Regions from separate parts of the Mus musculus genome. Here region 1 is linked to region 2. Evidence: chromatin contacts called from public Hi-C data. All regions are on one chromosome and are shown on one strand. Each heading gives the region's core, a stretch centred on a gene start, on an enhancer-like site or on the middle of the called end of the contact. The rest is flanking DNA. Distances are from core to core; before and after follow the strand shown. Region 1 holds the start of 1810024B03Rik (RIKEN cDNA 1810024B03 gene). Region 2 holds the start of Ganc (glucosidase, alpha; neutral C).

The links. A called contact is a pair of places that touch in the nucleus more often than the background predicts.
Region 1: a Hi-C map of CD8 T cells shows a contact between it and region 2, with 6 times the contacts expected there. The contact joins the promoter of 1810024B03Rik here to the promoter of Ganc in region 2. A contact is called at or near these places in 1 of 39 promoter capture datasets (cranial neural crest) and 1 of 484 Hi-C or Micro-C datasets (CD8 T cells).

The regions. Positions count from the first base shown.
Region 1 is chr2:127,207,018-127,209,717 of GRCm38.p6, reverse strand. 1810024B03Rik (RIKEN cDNA 1810024B03 gene) reads left to right here and starts at 1,438. Exons shown (of 2, transcript NM_198630.2): 1 at 1,438-1,543. Snrnp200 (small nuclear ribonucleoprotein 200 (U5)) reads right to left here and starts at 1,332. Exons shown (of 45, transcript NM_177214.5): 1 at 1,180-1,332; 2 at 581-744. The coding sequence starts at 1,224.
Region 2 is chr2:120,402,563-120,405,395 of GRCm38.p6, reverse strand. Ganc (glucosidase, alpha; neutral C) reads right to left here and starts at 1,500. Exons shown (of 24, transcript NM_172672.2): 1 at 337-1,500. The coding sequence starts at 365. It overlaps Tmem87a (transmembrane protein 87A), which reads left to right and starts at 1,280. Exons shown (of 20, transcript NM_001110496.1): 1 at 1,280-1,491; 2 at 2,626-2,686. The coding sequence starts at 1,336.

The sequences.
Region 1 (2,700 bases), core at 189-2,688, 6.8 Mb before region 2:
AACAGAAATCATCAGGAAGTGCTGGGCAACAAAAGGAGAGAAGGGTTGGGGAGAGAAGCTTGTAACAACATGGTGGAGGTGAATTACAGAGAGGAGATTAACTCAAGTCCTGAAAACAGTCGGGGATGGGGCTGGAGAGAAGAGTCGAGTTGTTCACCCCAGTACTGCTTTCCAAGAGGACCCAAGTTCAGTTCTTAGCCCCACACTGGGTAACTCAAAACCTCCTGTAACTCTAGCTCCAGGGACTCTCAAACCCTCTCTGGCCTCCACACAGGCATCTGCATACGTGTGCACAAACCCACACGAACATACACATGCACGTAATTAAAAATAAAACAGATCTTTTAAAAAGATAACCGGAAGAAAATTAACATCTATGAATCAGAAACGAGTCAGTAAAAGGTATCAATAGATTTTGTTCCACTTCATTACACCTAAATCCAAAGAAGCTCTAAACCTTGGTTGTTGTGCACACACCACTCATCTTCCATATAAACTTGAGTAAAACTACTGCTCTAATGCTAAAGATGGGCTTTACATTAGATGGAAAAATAGCATCCAGCATCCCCTTAGTACTTACTTGGCCCGTCTTTCTTCCTGCATCTGTGGTTTGGTCCGTTGAGCCTTATCTCCCATTCGGGTTCCCTCCAACTTCCCAACCAGGGACAGAACCTCTCCCGTCGGTTCATCCCGGCGGGTCCGGTCAATGAGAGAGCGGTCAGCTTGGAGCACAAGATTTGAGTTCTGAAAAGATCATACTTTATCAAAACTTTGATATGTATAGTTTTGAATCCTGTTATTACAGTGACAGCAGATGATGGGAAAACAGTGGAATAAAAAAAAAATCATGCTCTTAAGAAGAAATAACATAGCATTACACGATGCGCGAGCACTATTGCTGTCTGAGAAGGTGAACGACCAGCGCTCCTAAGAGCATCCACAACAGCCCACATTTGGGTAAAATGTTGGGCACATTGCGGGTAAAGAGAAGAAGGTGCGAGTTTAGCGCTGAGGGGGCTGGGGAAAACCCAACTCCTAAATTCTCAAGCGCCCCAAATTCCACGGGGTTTTTCCTTCGTGTTTTAATCCATCCTTCACCCAGCTCTGATCTCCCGCTCAAGTGTCCGTGGCTGTCCACGACCTCCCCTGTCTGCACCGGTCCTTCGAGACCACACGCACCGCCTTGTACTCGTACTGCAAACTGCGGGCAGTCACATCCGCCATGGCTGCTGATGCTCCGGGAACTCAGGGTTCCACTCTTCTTCACGCTCCGAACCGCTTCAGCGAACCGCCCTGGCACAACAGGTACAACGCAGGACGAACGTAAGGGACGGAGAAAAGAAACGGACTTGCTTCCGCTTCCGGGACGCCCGCTAAACGTGAGACTTTCCGGTTACTAACCACTGCTTCTGGGCGGGGTTTGCGGAGATGTACAGTAGTACATCCGGGTCAAGGATTCCATTGACCGACGAGACACACGCGCGTGCAAATTGTGGTTCCAGGCATCTCTACCTGCGACAGAGCCAAGGCCCAACCCCTAAGCGTATGTTGAAAGTCCCTTTCTGTAATTCTTTTGGTTTCTCATACCAGCCATCCTGTGAGGCAGGCAGACATGCAGGCAAACGGAAACTAAGGGATAAGGAAGCTGAAGGTTCAAGCAAGTTAGCAAGACAGGCATGGTGGCGCATTCCTTTAATCCCAGCACTCGGGAGGCAGAGGTAGTGGATTTCTGAGTTCGAGGCCAGCCTGGTCTACAAAGTGAGTTCCAGGACAGCCAGAGCTACACAGAGAAACCTTGTCTCGAAAAACAAAACAAAACAAACAAAAAACCAAAACAACAACAAAAAGACAAAAAAAAAAAAAAAAAAAAAAAAAGCAAGTTAGCATGTACCTAGTTCTAGTAACCGACTGGATTTCTACCCCAAACCCCTTTCCGCAAGACTCTCCCCTGTGTCAGCTGACTGACGGTAGAGGAAGAACTATTTGTGCCCAATCTTTTGTCACAGCCTGTCAGGACTTTAGGTGTGCGGATTACAGCATATGTATAACTTTGTCCTCCTCAATGTGACACGAATGTTTTACTAAAGAAATATATGAAAAATAAATAATATGTATGGAATTACTATTCAGTTTTATTCAGCAGTAGTGGTACCTTTTATGTAAAGGTGGTATTTAGTCTTTTCATAATTCTCTACACAACACTGAAAGCAAAACAGTGAGTTCTGCTTTCCCTTGATATTTAATAAGCACGAGTGAACCTTAAGTCTGTGTCCTAATCCACCCAGCCATTTTGCTGGCAATTTTTTTTTATTGTTTGGTTTATCATTTACATTTTATTCTATGTAGATAGGTGTTTGGGCTACATGTATGTTTGTGTATCATTACATGCAGACTTCCACGAAGTCCAAAAGAGGGTGTCAGATCCCCTGAGACTGGAGCTGCAGATAGGTTGTGAGTTGCCATGTGTGTGGAGGGGTTGGAACCCAGGTCTTCTCAAAGAGCAGCCAGTGTTCATAACCATTAAGCCATCTCTCTAGCCCTTATCTGGTTTTTGAGAAAAGATCTCCTGGAGTCCAGGCAGGCTTCAAACTTGCTATCCAGAGACTTCTCTTGCACTCTTGATCCCCCTGCCTCCAACTCATAAACACCGTGGCTGCAGCTATGGATGGTTGTGACAAGCTGTACCTTATCATATTTAAC
Region 2 (2,833 bases), core at 251-2,750:
TGGTTTGGCACCGTTTATTTTAATCCAGTGTGCAAACATGAGGAGACCTTGCTGTCTTCCGTTTCCAGTTGAATGAGCCTTGGGGAGGGGCAGCCCGCTCAAAAATCCATTTAAGAGTTTGGAAGGCAACCTTTCCACTGTTAAACTTATCTAATCCTCCTGAAAGTACTTTATGAGAGGTTAGCTATTAACATTACCCAAATCCCCGCAGAACCAATAAAGAACGATGAAGCAAATAGCAAGCATTCAAGGAAGTGCTTTAAAACCTAAGTGAAGCCATCAAAGCTAGAAGGTTGTTTTTGGAGTCCGTTCTTGGGGGGAGCAATTGCCCTTTACCTGATTTCCTCTTTCTCAGCTGCTTCCATGGCACAAGGATGTTAACTCTGCCTGACTCCTAACTCTCAGGCCACAGTCTCAGGCGATCTTTAAAAAAACGGTGACAAGCAGGCTTGCTAAATTATAACCCGTACTTCATCACAGTCAAGAGTCCCCTTCGGGCAGAAGCCAATCTTAATTTTTTTTCATCTGGTATTATCTCAAGCGTAAACCAGCGTCTTTACAGGGATAAAGTACTTGGTAAATATTTCTAGGTTGAGAGTGGCTGATGAACTTTGCTTTTATTGGCGGAGATGTGCTCGCTGCCCTAGAGGTTAAAATCTAAGAGTGTGAGAAACAGGAAGCACCACCAATAAGGGTCAGTCTTAGTGGCTGTCACTCTACAATACCGAAAGCTGACCTGATCTCTCCTCACTTTTAGTTTCGAATGGGGAGTACAGTCTGGATCACTGCTGGACGCTGATGTCGCCTGTCAAACTATGCTGCAGCTGCCCCACAGTCTTTCAGGGTCAAAAGGGACTTTGGAGCTAATGAATCGTTTCTACTTCAGCCCCGTCACATTCCAGGCTCTGTTGCCACAGCTCGACAGCCAGAGAACTCAGTACTTGATGTCAATCATGCATCCAGTGTGCGCGCTTCTACAGACGTCTGGCCTGCGCCTGACCTTGACTTGGAAAGGATGAGGGGCGGGAAGAAGCAGGAAAAGCAAAGCCTTGGCCGCTGCACTGAGTTCCTTTAAGGGCTGGAAGAACAGAGGGAAGCACTAGACCTCAAAACTCTGCTAGTTCACCTCCAGGCCACGATCGCAGGGAAACAGGAGGACGCCTGCGCAGTAGACTCAAAGTTTCTGGGGCGCTCTGAGCGTCTGTGGGAAGAAGCACAGTTTCAAGGACCCGGATAATCCCGCCCACAAAGTAGCGCCGGAAGAGGGTGGGACGAGCCGGAAGAAGGCGGAACTACCTAGCCGGAAGAAGGCTCAATACTTTGGGTAGGCGCTTCATGGCTGTGAAGATGGCGGTGGCTGCGTGGCTTCAGGTGTCTCCTGTTATTTTTCTTCTTTTAGGGGCGCAGCCGTTCCCATTATCGTTTCTTGGTGCAGGTCCGGCACCCGTGTTTGCTGCAGATAGATCGAAGTGGCACATTCCGATGCCGTCGGTGAGTGTTGGGGTCGCTACTGAGCCTGAAGGGGGTAAGAGGTGGGGCTACGGTGGCCCAAGGGGTCCAGGAAGATTTCTGGAAAGTCGGGTTCCCAAAGTGAGTGGAATACCCAGAGCGTCCGTGTAGCTGCCGACGGGATCCCACCTGCCCTGAGCTGAGAGCTGAGCTATTTGCTGTAGGCGAGGAGTGTCAGGGGCCAAGCGTGTTCTTACCGGGAAAGTAACAGAACTTTAAGCATGGAACAGGAGAGAAACTTAATACACAGGGAGAGATAGTAGTTTCTCTTTCAGCTAGAATGTTACAAAATCCAGTACTAGGGCTGGATGAAAGGGAGATGTGAATAGAAGTCTTTATTTTTAACTCGTGTGTGTGTGTTTGTAAAAATAGTCCTACGGATGAAGGGTTTTGATTTGGTTTAAACTTGGAAACGTCTTTTGTGATTAGGGGACTTGGAGATTCAAAAATGCATTTTAACATGGGAATAGCCAAAACGAAACAATTCTAAAATGTTGTGTAGTAAGGATAGTCTTTTGTTTGGATAGTTAACTGATAAGTCGACCCATTTTAGAATCTCGTTTGACTTAGTACAGTACTTTGAACCAGAAAAACCAGATTTTGGTGAGAACTGCTTTAAAAACCATTAGCCATTTCGTTGACCTTTTTGCCTTTTTTTTTTTTTTGTCCTGTTCACTGTACATTTATATGGCAAATATTACAGGTTGTATTCATGTTGGTAAAGGGTTTTGGGCTTTGAGTTGTAGTTTTCTGTTTGTTACTGAAATGATTAATAGTTAAGTCCTTTTACATGTAAAAGTAAAACTGCTGAAAGTTTATTCAAAAGTCGGTTGTTCTGAGGGATGATTCGTGAGTAAAAAAGGAACTGTCCAGCTCAAGCCACTTTGAAGTTAGGTTGAAATTTGTAGCAGCCTCCCACTCAAGAGTCCCTGCTCTGTGGCCTGTAGGGAGCGGCAAGAGCCAATAGTTAGGATATGACTGACTTTCACTAAAGAAAATGTTGTTACTGTCTTTTTGATTAAGAAAATTTTGAATATTTTATAAATGTAGGTATTCATATTCTGCCTTGAAAATCGAAATGCCCTGATGTTAATTATCTTCCCTTTATCTTTTCAGGGGAAAGGTTATTTTAATTTTGGAAAGATTCTTTTCAGAAATACTACCATCTTACTGAAATGTGAGTTTCTAAACTTCATTGAGTTATTCGGATCTTTTAAACTTAGAAAATTATTCTCTACCCTAGTTTGCTTCTGTGTGCGCGCGCGCATTTGTGTGCATGTAGGAACATGTATGCATGTGTGTGAAGGTCAGAGGTCAGTTACTT